Linked DNA regions of Mus musculus: all the other regions are linked to region 1. The links are chromatin contacts, called in public HiChIP or PLAC-seq and promoter capture Hi-C maps. All regions are on one chromosome and are shown on one strand. Each heading gives the region's core, a stretch centred on a gene start, on an enhancer-like site or on the middle of the called end of the contact. The rest is flanking DNA. Distances are from core to core; before and after follow the strand shown. Region 1 holds the start of Hrct1 (histidine rich carboxyl terminus 1). Region 2 holds the start of Clta (clathrin, light polypeptide (Lca)). Region 3 holds the start of Gne (glucosamine (UDP-N-acetyl)-2-epimerase/N-acetylmannosamine kinase). Region 4 holds the start of Rusc2 (RUN and SH3 domain containing 2).

Region 1 (2,700 bases), core at 72-2,571:
TAGGAATGACTGAAAGTCTTCAGATCTGCACATTGCAGGGTAGTCTCCAGGTTGTGTGGGGTGGGCATCTCCTTGGAAAACTCCTGTAAAGTTATCCATTTAATGCTCCCTTCTTCATGCCCCTTTCCTCTCCCTCCTCCCTTCTCCCTCCTCCCCTCTCCACCAGCTCCCATAGGACTTTTTCTTCAATGTGCCTCTAGGGAAGGCAGCTGGCTCCAAAGCCCCAGGAGTCTGCAGGAGGAGTTCTCTATACAAGCCTCATTAAAAGTTCAAGTGACTTCTCCAGAGGGCCAGGAAGCCTCTGGAGACTAGCCTCCCTCGAAACCAGCTTGGCCAAAGGTGATGTACAACCCTTTGAGCTGCTGTGGCAGCTTTTCAGTAAAGATGTCAGAGAAAGCAGCTGTGACTGGGATTAGAGCAGGGGAGTGTCCCTGGAGTTTGCTTCTGCTGTGGGATCTCCAGAGAGGACACGGTGGGCTCGAGGAAGGGCCTTGACCAACTTTACAGAGTGGAGCTACTGCAGAGCTGGAGCCAGTCTGAGGTTTGGGGGCTGAGCACTCTCCAGAAGGAGCTTTGAGGAATGGGTTGAAGGACCCCTGAGGACCCTGGCCACAGAGCTTGGGCTTTGGGGAGCCCAGTCCGCTTGCGTACAACAGAGATGCTGGGGACACCCTGAATCCCAGCCTCATCCTTGGTGACTAGGGGGCCAGAGGATTTAGAACCAGTAACGAGAGAATGGAAGACTGTGCACATTCTGGTCACCAAACAAGTTCCCAGGCAGGTAGGAATGACCCGAGCTTTGTGACAGGGCAGATGATAGGGCAACGGGACTGCCATCCACTGACATTGTTGACCGGGGAGATAAGGGGCTGACCTGTGTGACCTCAAGTGGCTTCCTTTCTGCTTCCTGTTAACCCAAAGTTGACAAGCCTTCTGGCTTCCTATACCCAACAGGAGAAGCATCCCTGGATGATGAACGGCTTGTGGCCCTCATCAGGCTCCACCCATCCCTGACTGACATTCACAGGACTTGGGCTAACTCACTGATCCTCAGCAGCAGAGGATGTTGCAGGCTACAGATAGTCGCGGAGCTAGGGAATCGTGTGCATCCTAAGCCTACACTTTTAATCTCCATACAGTGGTTCCTAGGAGAAAAGCTGAAGCCCAGAGGAGGGCCCTCCTTCTGCCAGGAGGCAGGAATAGATGGAATATTGACCTCATATCCCTGATTCAGGCCCTCCCCTTAAGCAAGCCAGTCCCACAGCTCCTTGGTCTCCACCCACTCTTCCTTCACGGCCTCCCCCTTCCTACTCCAAACAGCCTCTGGCTGTTGAGAAGCCTGTCCAAACAGACCTCTCCCACATTCCCTGGCTGTTCTCCAGTCTGCAGGAGCCGAGACACCCTTGAGTTCAGTGACTGTGAGGGCTGAGCAGAGGCTGCTGAAGGGAGCCACTGAGTGAAGTGCAGAGATCCTCTGGCTTCCAGATGTTAGGCCTTCTGGGGAACACGACCCTTGTGTGCTGGATCACGGGCACAGCACTGGCGTTTTTGATGTTGCTGTGGCTGATGGCCCTCTGCCTTTTCCACAGATCACAGGAGCATGACGTGGAGAGAAACCGAGTCCGACAAGCCCGGCCTCGACTCTTCCATGGCCGGCGCCTGCGTCTCCCAAGACTTGTTCACCATCACCACCATCACCATGTGACCGGGGTGACCAGTGTGGGCGTTCACCACCACCATCACCATTCTCCCCATCGTCTCCACCACCACAAGCACCACCACCGCCACCACCATGCTCATGGAGCCCGCCGCTGAGGCCAATAGATAGCATCTACCTGGCTCTGCCCTCCATCCAGCAGCAACATGAGTGGATCCTGATGCTGCCACGGAAAAGGATGTGCCTCTGGGATGAAGGGGGGTACTGGGACCCTGGTCCTGCTTGGGTTTCATTTGCATATGAGCCCTTCTCCCTATGTGCAACAGAGACCCACCTGGGTGGCCCTCTACACAATGTGGGGCTTGAGCTTCGAGCAGGGCTGGCTGAGTTTCCTACCTTGTGACTGCAACTCCTGGTGACCCTGGAAGTAACAAGGGTATCTGGCAGAACCAGAGCCCAGGTGGAGATGGAGAGTTCTTCTGATTGGGGAGGCCCTGTGATGAGCTTCCAGGGGCAGACTGTGGTACGGGCATTCACTGCTGCTTGGCTGTAAGAAATAAAAGCCACCAGGAAGCTTTTTGTGTGAACTGGTTCTTGACTGTGGCACAGTGGGAGGGAGGGAGTCATGAGGGCCCTGGGAACTCTTCTGGAAGGAGCTGAGCCTGGGGTCTGGAACAGAGAGAAGTAGGTGGTCCCCGCCTAAGCTCTGAGGAAGAATTCAGTGTGGACGGCCCAGAGCTTTGGAGAAGGGACAGTTGAGACCCCTAGCCTGGGTTCTAGCTCTCGGAGCACCCTGCCTGAGTGCTCCTCCTAGCCTGGTCCAGAGCAGGAACCAACCCTGGGTTCAGTGTCTGTTTGGGGACTGAATAGGGATTCTTATGCAGACTCTGAGTCTCCAGCCAGCCTGTCTGCAGATGCACAGTAGCAGCTGATAAGACCAGAGGGAGGGAACAGTTAACTGCTTGGCATGCCGGGTGGCCTCAAGAGAATGTGCCTGGCCTGAGCCTCAGTTTTTCCTTCCTTAAAATGGAATGGATAGTAGA
Region 2 (2,700 bases), core at 51-2,550, 280 kb after region 1:
ACTCTATTGAACTCACTGGCACAGGAAAAGACTTCCTGAGCAGGAACACCATTAACACAGGCGTTGAGATCAACAATTGATGAATGGAACCTTATGAAACGGAAAGCTTCTGTAAGGCAGAGGACACTGTCATTTGGACAAAGAATTAGGCACAGAATGAAAAAAGATCTTTACCAGTTACGCATCTGACAGAGGGCTAAAACCAAAATATGTAAAGAATTAAACCAATTTCTACCCCCAAACACAACAACCTCTTCCTGAAAATCAAGACAACAAATAACCCAATTAAAAACGGGGCACAGAATAAATACAGTCTCCAAAAGATGAAACATAAATAGCATCTTTAATTTCTTTAGAATTAAATATTCAACATTCTTAGTCATCTGGGAAATGCAAATCAAAACTACTTTGAGATTTCATCTCACACCAGTAAGAATAGCCAAGATCAATAAAGCAAATGACAGCTCACAGCGGTGAGGATATTGGGTAAGGGAAACTCTCACCTACTGATGGTGAGCGTTGGAATTTTTTTGTATACTGTGTGAAGGTGTGTTTCTGTCCTCTTTCACTTGCCTAAAGCAGTCTCTGATTGGCTTTAATAAAGATCTGAGAGCCAATAGCTGGGCAGGAAGTAGAAGGCAGGACTTCCTGGTAGAGAGAAAGGGACTGTGGGAAGACTCATGTGCGGGAGGATCTGTGTGTTGCAGAGTTGGAAGGATTACGTGCTGGGTCCGAGTGAGAGGTAATGGCCACGTGACAGATGTAGATAGAATAAACAGGCTAATTTAAGTTAGACAAGGTAGTTGGGAGGCACCCAACTATAATGCCTGTGGGTCGCAACCCTCTTGAGGTTGTTGAATGACCCTTTTACAGGAGTTGCCTAAGATCATCAGAAAATGCAAATATTTATATTACAATTCATAACAGGATCAAAATTACATCTACGAAGTGGCAATGAAAAGAACTTTACGGTTGGGTGTACCACAGCGTGAGGAACTGTATTAAAGAGTCGCAGAATTAGCAAAGTTGAGGACCACTAACCCACAGAGGCACTTGCTCAGCCGTGTTCATTGCTGTCCTACTCATGATAGCCGGTATCACTGGGTAGTTGGTGATTGTACATTGACATCCTGTGTGTTGGCAAAACAGGAAAGCCCACAAAGATACAGTGTCTGTGAGAGGCAGTTGTGTCTGGAAGAGATGCAGTTTGGGTGTGCCTCTACAGGCCTAGATAGATAAGAATGCTAAAGAATTGAAAGTTCCCGCCCATTTCAAGGCACATTGCTTGGAGGAGGTCTGTGGTCTTTGCTCTATGACCTGAAGCAAAGTCAGCTGGATGGCCTTGAGCTGTTCCACTGTACAGGTGAAATGGTTTGGCCCCCACTGACTTGGCTTGGAGTCACCACCACCACCATGTCCGTGACTCTGCTCAGCCTGGCCAGGGTGTAAGGAGGAGCTAGAGACTTCTTTTATAGCAATGGACCTTTGAGAGAGCTCTGCTCACTTGGACTTTTGGGCTCTCTCTCTTTTTGGCTTGGCTTCATAGAAGGAGATCCAGGTAAGGTAGGGATTTGTTCTTTGGGCTAGCAGGAACCTCAGAGAACCAGTGGGCAGGACATAGGAGAAACAGGATTCTAGGAAAGAACTAAGGAGCCCTCTTGGGTTTGGAGGAGCTCAAGAGAAAGGTAGATTAGCTCAGTACAATGACACAGCTAGAAAGATTTCTAAGGAGCTAGCAGTTTATTGTAGAATCAGGCTTGTAAATAGATCTTTTGTAGTTAAGAAAGTAAAGTTACCTTGCTGAGCTAGTGGGGTTTTACCACAGCTCCTGCCTCCAGTGTTTTTATGGGTATAAATATTAAGTAAATTTAAAAAGATAATTATTACAAGCCAGAAATTGGAAACACCCTTGATGCCTGTGTTAGTCGGGCTTTCTATTGCTGTGAAGAGACACCATGGCCAGGGCAATTCTTATTAAAAAAAAAATGTTTAATTGGGGCTGCCTTACAGTTCAGAGGTTTAGTCCATTATCATCATAGTGAGAAGCATGGCGGCACACAGGCAGGCATGGTGCTGGAGAGCTGGCTGAGTGTTCTACATCTGGATGCAAAGGCAGCAGGAAGAGACAATGAGCCACTAAGCCTGGCTTGAGCTTCTGAGACTTCAAAGCCTGCCCCCTCAGTTAATCACTTCCTCTGAAAATGCCACACTTACTCCAACAAGGCGTTACACCTCTTAATAGGCCCAGTCCCTAGGAGCCTATGGGGCCATTTATTTTCTCTTCCTTCCTTCCTTCCTTCCTTTTCTCCCTCCCTCCCTCTCTCTTTCTTTCTCTCTCTTTTTCTTTCTCTCTCTTGAGAGGTTTCCAATCTTTTTGTTTTTGGATTGGATATTTTCTTTATTTACATTTCAAATGTTTCCCCCTTTCCAGGTCTCCCCTTCAGACCTCCCCACCCCCTCTTCCCTGCCTCTATGAAGGTCCTCCGCCCTGGCATTTCCCTACACTTGGACATCGAACACCCTTGGGCCCAAGGGCCTCTCCTCCCACTGATGTCCAACAAGGCCATCTTCTGCCACATAGGTGGCCAGCACCATGGGTTGCTCCATGTGTATTCATTGGTTGGTGGTTCAGTCCCCGGGAGCTCCAGTGGGGTCTGGCCTGTTGACACTGTTGCTCCCTCCATGAGGCTGCAAAACCCC
Region 3 (2,700 bases), core at 10-2,509, 350 kb after region 1:
GCAGCAGCAGCAGCAGCAGCAATCTCCCTGGCTCCGAGAAATGGCAATGCTCACAAACTACATTCAACTCAATTGTGCTTTTATAAATGCTGCAAAAGGATAAGTGAATGTCCCAACCACGAGAAAGTATAAGCACACTTGTGCAAGCAGTCACCAGCAGAGAAACAACAGTAAAGTAAACGTTTGCTAAGTGCTTCCTCCAGCAGTGGGCTAACACGGCGTTAGACACGTTATTCCATCCTCATTTTCTCTACTATACAGACAGGGACACTGAGGTGTAGAAAAAAAAATCCACTTGATCTAAATCACAGTTAGTTAATGACTGATAGAACTTCAATTCAAAGCCAAGTCTAGATGACCTTCCTACACGCAGGTCACTGCCGCACACACCCTCTACCTTGTGTGTATATTCCACAAACATCCACGGGTGCAAACCTTTCCGGAGAACTTGAGACACTCCTTTCTTTCACTCAGAGCGGATGGAACTCACCGCAATAAAAAGGGAAGGGCTGTACAGAGTTCTCAGAACCCTGCTGCCCAGCTATAATAATTCAGTTTGATGTTCCTTCCAGAGCCCCTACAGTCGGGCTAAACCATTATCTTTACTGTGAAACCATTCCCCGCCGCCACACCCCTCCTATCGAGGTGCAAAGCCGATCTATTCTTTCCTCTAACAATTTTACAAGCCTGTTCAAGGACGGATATAAACGTCTATCAAATTTCCAAGGACACCGAGTGTCCAGACAGTCAGAGTTGGGCAAGCCTCCAAGAAGTCCCTCGGTGCAAACCCTCTCCCCACCTAGGCAGTGCTGGGCCCCCGCAGCTATCTCACGTCTCTGCCCAGGGACCCAGGGCCGTGCCGCCTGCTGCGTGCACGGATGGGCTGGACCCTGGCCAGGCCTACCTCTGCAAGCCCCGGTCCCCATTCACCCGCACGCTGAGTCTGACAGCTCCGGGATCCCACGCCGGAGCAACGCACCGGGCGGGAGAGGCGCCCTGCTGCGTAGAACCCGGACGCCCAGCGCGAGGCCCACAGCTGCAGCAGAGGTGCCGGAGCCTGGCACGATGCTCGTGAGTCACCGACTGACTCGTGGCCTCCGCCGGGTTAGTTCCCTCCGGCGCCACCTCGGCACTTGGCAGGCTCGCGTCCAGCGGGTCCACAGGGCAGGCCCCGGCAAGCGCACCCGGTGGCTTCCGCTACCCGGCGCCGCTCGACGACTCGGCGCTCGACCCAGCCCCAGCCATTGCTCCTGCATTCGCAACGCACACCCCGGCTCCCGCGGAGCGCCGAACGGTCGATCGCTCCGGCTCCGCCTGCACCGGGTCCCAGCCCCTCCTTGGCGTATTTCTGTTGGTCAGTCGTGTGGCGCACCTTCCGCTGTCGTGTCGCCTCTGGTAGTGGCATCCACTCGGTTTGCTGACCCTTATTCTCGCCTGAGGGTGTTCTCTCCTCTGGCAGAGCCCACAGTTAAGCCCGAGTTCTCCCACGAGATGGTTGTTTTAGCTTTGCACCCAAGCTGAGTGCCATCTCGTGGACCAAACTCCAAGGCAACTCAGTGTCGGTAGTCCTAGAGTGCACCCTGGAATTTAAGCTTTGCCACCCCTGCCACGAGGCTCTGGCTGAGTGCAGCGTGACAATACACATGCTAGTCAGCTCTGAGTTATCTGTCACTCCAGGGATCTAGGCAATTCTATTACCAAATTTGGGCCTCACAGTTTTTCCCCTTGAAGCCAAATTCTGTCACCTGTTCTCCATAAGTTAATGAGAACAGAGTTACTAGTAAAAAAAAAAAAAAAAAGCAAAAAAACGGAGGTTAATTCAATGTGGCCATGTTGGGAAGAGGGACAAAGATATCCAAAGACATATCCCCTGGATCCATTTTGGGACCTCAGATTTTAGGTTAAAATATATAGAGTTCGAGATGTGCACATCTAAGAGGTCCAGGGCAAGCTGTAGCCCACCTGTCACTGTCTGGACTCTAACTTCCCCAGCAAAGTGGCAGTCACAAATTGTCAGTCCCGTGTGAAGTCTCTTTTCAGCACCAGCATTCGGTCTTTTCCTTCTCTGAGTATGAGATTCTTGGGGAAAATTTCAGGGTTTTTTGAGGCCATAGTTTCAATAGTCTGATAGATTGAGGTACACAGACATCTCAAGAATATCTGCTAGACTAATTGCAGATCCAAGACCCAGGAAGGTGGGGAGCGGCCTGTGCTGCTAGCTCCTGATGAAGGTTGGTTTTGTTTTGTTTTTAAGATTTTATTTTAGCTTATTTTTATCATGTATATGGGGTAGGGGGGTGGGGCAGAGGATGTGTACACATTAGAGTGCACATGTCAAAGTCCAGAAGAGGGTAACAGATACCCTGGAGCTGAAGTTAGAGATCGTGGTGAACCTCCTGACATGGGTGACATTTCCCACAGCTAGGTGCAAGAGAATGAGAAGCTAGACAGTATTCTGAACAGCACAGCTGCACCTGTGTCTCAAACAACAACAAAAAGTCACAAGTGAAACTTTCAGATCTACTTTTTTAGGTTGTTTTTTTTTTTTTTTTTTTGAGACAGGATCTTACACTGTACCTAGCTGAAACTGGCACGGGATTGACTGTGTAGCCCAGACTGGTCTCAAGCCACGTCAGTCCTCCTGCCTCAGCTTCCATTGGGGGTTCTTGCTATAAGCTAAATGTGGACCCCATCAGACTT
Region 4 (2,700 bases), core at 39-2,538, 320 kb before region 1:
AATTTAGTTGGGGGAGTAAAGGAAACAGTTCAGAGCAAAACCAAATAAATGCGCATGACTCATTGGGAACCACAGCGCTCACCAGGAAGGTGGCTGGTTGGCTGGTTGGTTTTGTTTTGTTTTGTGGAGTTTTTGAGACAGGGTCTCTCTATGTAGTTCTGGCCACCCTAGAGTTCTCTATGTAGACCAGGCTGGCCTTCGACTCACAGACATCTGCTTGCCTCTACCTCCCAAGTGCTGGGATTAGAGGCATGTGCTGCCATGGTTGTCCTGAAAGCTGCTGTTTTGGAGGGTGGCATCAGTGAGCAGCGACAGATTCCACTTACACACCTGGCTCGTGTGTGGTCTGCTACTGCGCGGTTATCCTCACAGAATGGCCCAGAACTCGAGAGAGGAAGAGGCAGGTAGTTCAGAAGGTCCACAGTTGAAGCGAAGGCTCTAAGAACCCAGTCCCTTTCCTTTGCCTGCCTTCCTGTGGGAGAAGGAACTTTCCAGACTCTCTGCCTGGTTAAAGGGAATCGACTCCCTTACAACCCTGGTCGAACCCAAGTCCGCAAGAACCAAAAACTGATGTGACAGGCTCAGCTCCGCTTAAACTGTTAGACCCTCTGAAGAGCCGGGAGACCAGCTGAACCCTGGGTTAGGGAGGTGGCCTGCAGCCACCCAGACTTGGAGCATCAGAGCCACCTGCTCAGAGAAGCCCCCTGTGGCCCAGGGGCTTCCTTCAGAAGCCTACGCAGAGGGACCCTGGAAACCCAGCACTGAGATTGGGCCTTGTGAAAAATGCCGGTGTTGTTTAGCTGGTGGAATGCTGATCTGTCGCTGGGAATATTGTTTTGTTTAGTGTAGCCTCTGGGTGGGGCTTCCAAAATCTCCTTCCAGGATGACCCTCCACCCTAACCCAGCTGGAAACCTAACTAAAGAAAAAGCTGGGAAACACGCAGTCATTCACTGCCTGAGTGGGAGGAGTGTGTGTGGGGGGGTGCTTCTAGCCAAGGTCGGAAAGGAGCGGCCTGAGAAGGGAAGGAAGGAAGGAAGGAAGCGCCCAGGCTCTGCCCAGACTTCTTCCAACACTCAGGACCCAGGAGAAGCTAGGCTCGGCTCTCCCTGGGTTTTTATGCTGCTGTCTGGAAAGTCTCCGTCTTCCAGCACCTACTGCCCCCTGTGGCTGACTTCTCTCTCTACGCCCCTCCCCCAGACTAACAGGCCGAAGGGACCGACCTGGAACTGAGTGGCTGCACTGTGGGCTTGCCTGCTCCTTTCCCTCCCCATCCCTCCCCTTAGTAGCAACGTCACCGCAGCCCAGCCGCCGTGGCAGCAGCAGCAGCAAGAAGACAGGCTGAGATTGCGCAGCCTCCCTGCATTAGCTCGGGATGCCATTGTACTAACAGAAATCAGATCTCAGGGTATCAGCCCGGTCCCCCTTGTGCGATCTCGAGGACCAGTGATTCAGCTGCCATTGTCGAGGTAGGGCGCGACGGGCGTGCAAAAGGAACGGGAGCCACCAGGTCCAGCTCGAGGCTCCTTGCAGAGGAATGGCTCTGGGGTGGGGGGTGGGAGGTCACTGCTGGCAGAGGCCGGATCAGCATCAGCATCTGGGCTCTGGCTTCTGAAGGGTGGCTTTGTCTTTCGGAAAGGGAGAGTGACAGCAAGCGGAGACAAACTCATCTCTGCATGCATGCATGGGCCGGGCAAGAAAGAGGCTTGGGCTGATGCTATCTATCTGTGCTGTTTGGTCAAGAAACAAGATCCTTTTCTCTTCCTTCCTTCCTTCCTTCCTTCCTTCCTTCCTTCCTTCCTTCCTTCCTTTCTTTCTTTCTATCTGGGTATTTCTAATGAAGCTGCTGTAGCTGCAGCTTTCAAATCTGGACACAAAGGCTGAATGGGTGGAGACCCTTCTACAGCTCGTGGAAGTTTATGCTGAAAACCATGCAGGAATCTATGCATTCTTATCCAGAAGGTTGGGTGGCTTTTCCTCCCCACACATGCATACTTGTATGCACACAGACATATCCATTGTAGAAGCTGCCAGGCTCTGGGATTGGTTGCAGTAAGAATGAATGCAAATGCCCTACAGCGTATGGAGAGAGGGATGCTGAAGGCACCTGACCTCTTATGTTATACTCAGCCCTGCTCTACAGAGCAGCTTCCTAGCAGGAAGGGACCAAAGCACAAGCTAAACCAATGCCCCCTGATCCACCATACCGCCCTCTTCCCTTCGTCCTGCCCTAGAGAAGACTGTCAGCCCCACAGAGGCTCTCCGAAGGACCTCAGGTCAAGGTCAGATCACTAAAGTATAACAATGAATGCCTTTGCCTCCCTCCCTGCTAGCTCTGAAGAAACCAGAAAAGCAGCAACTAGGTACTGTGACCAACAGAGGGATGCTGTTGGGTGAACAAAGACAGGAAGCGGCCTTCTGGAGTTGTCTTGCCCGTAGGCAGACAGATCCTTAGCCCTGTTTCCACCATTCACCCGGTAGTCAACTTGGAGATTAGACGGGAGTTTTACAATGTGTGACTGGGCATTTCGGGAGTGTCCTGAGAGTAGGTTAGTTCCCAGCAAGCCAAGAACTGTGAACAGCACAGTGGAGCAAGGGGGAAGTGTCGTGAGAACCATGAATGGGCCAGGATGAGGCAGAAGCCTGAGAACTGGGGCCTGAAGGGCAGGAAACAGGATTGACCAATGTGAGAACATGGGACG

Evidence for each region. Promoter capture Hi-C pulls out the DNA fragments that hold promoters and counts their contacts. HiChIP or PLAC-seq counts read pairs in DNA pulled down with a chosen protein or histone mark. Capture Hi-C pulls out chosen DNA fragments and counts their contacts.
Region 2: a contact with region 1 is called in a promoter capture Hi-C map of embryonic stem cells. The contact joins the promoter of Clta here to the promoter of Hrct1 in region 1. A contact is called at or near these places in 2 of 39 promoter capture datasets (cranial neural crest and embryonic stem cells), 2 of 115 datasets of contacts at active chromatin or transcription factors (embryonic limb bud and extraembryonic endoderm stem cells) and 2 of 9 other capture datasets (embryonic stem cells and macrophages).
Region 3: a FOXA1 HiChIP or PLAC-seq map of pancreatic cancer cells shows a contact between it and region 1. The contact joins the promoter of Gne here to the promoter of Hrct1 in region 1. A contact is called at or near these places in 3 of 115 datasets of contacts at active chromatin or transcription factors (bone marrow-derived macrophages, extraembryonic endoderm stem cells and pancreatic cancer cells).
Region 4: a contact with region 1 is called in a promoter capture Hi-C map of liver. The contact joins the promoter of Rusc2 here to the promoter of Hrct1 in region 1. A contact is called at or near these places in 1 of 39 promoter capture datasets (the 3T3-L1 cell line), 2 of 115 datasets of contacts at active chromatin or transcription factors (heart atrium and pancreatic cancer cells) and 2 of 9 other capture datasets (adipose tissue and liver).

What each region holds. Positions count from the first base shown.
Region 1 is chr4:43,725,877-43,728,576 of GRCm38.p6, forward strand. It overlaps Hrct1 (histidine rich carboxyl terminus 1), which reads left to right and starts at 1,322. Exons shown (of 1, transcript NM_027511.1): 1 at 1,322-2,234. The coding sequence starts at 1,486. The coding sequence ends at 1,815.
Region 2 is chr4:44,003,143-44,005,842 of GRCm38.p6, forward strand. It overlaps Clta (clathrin, light polypeptide (Lca)), which reads left to right and starts at 1,301. Exons shown (of 6, transcript NM_001080384.3): 1 at 1,301-1,558.
Region 3 is chr4:44,071,458-44,074,157 of GRCm38.p6, forward strand. It overlaps Gne (glucosamine (UDP-N-acetyl)-2-epimerase/N-acetylmannosamine kinase), which reads right to left and starts at 1,260. Exons shown (of 12, transcript NM_001190414.2): 1 at 905-1,260.
Region 4 is chr4:43,405,214-43,407,913 of GRCm38.p6, forward strand. Rusc2 (RUN and SH3 domain containing 2) reads left to right here and starts at 1,289. Exons shown (of 12, transcript NM_199057.3): 1 at 1,289-1,467.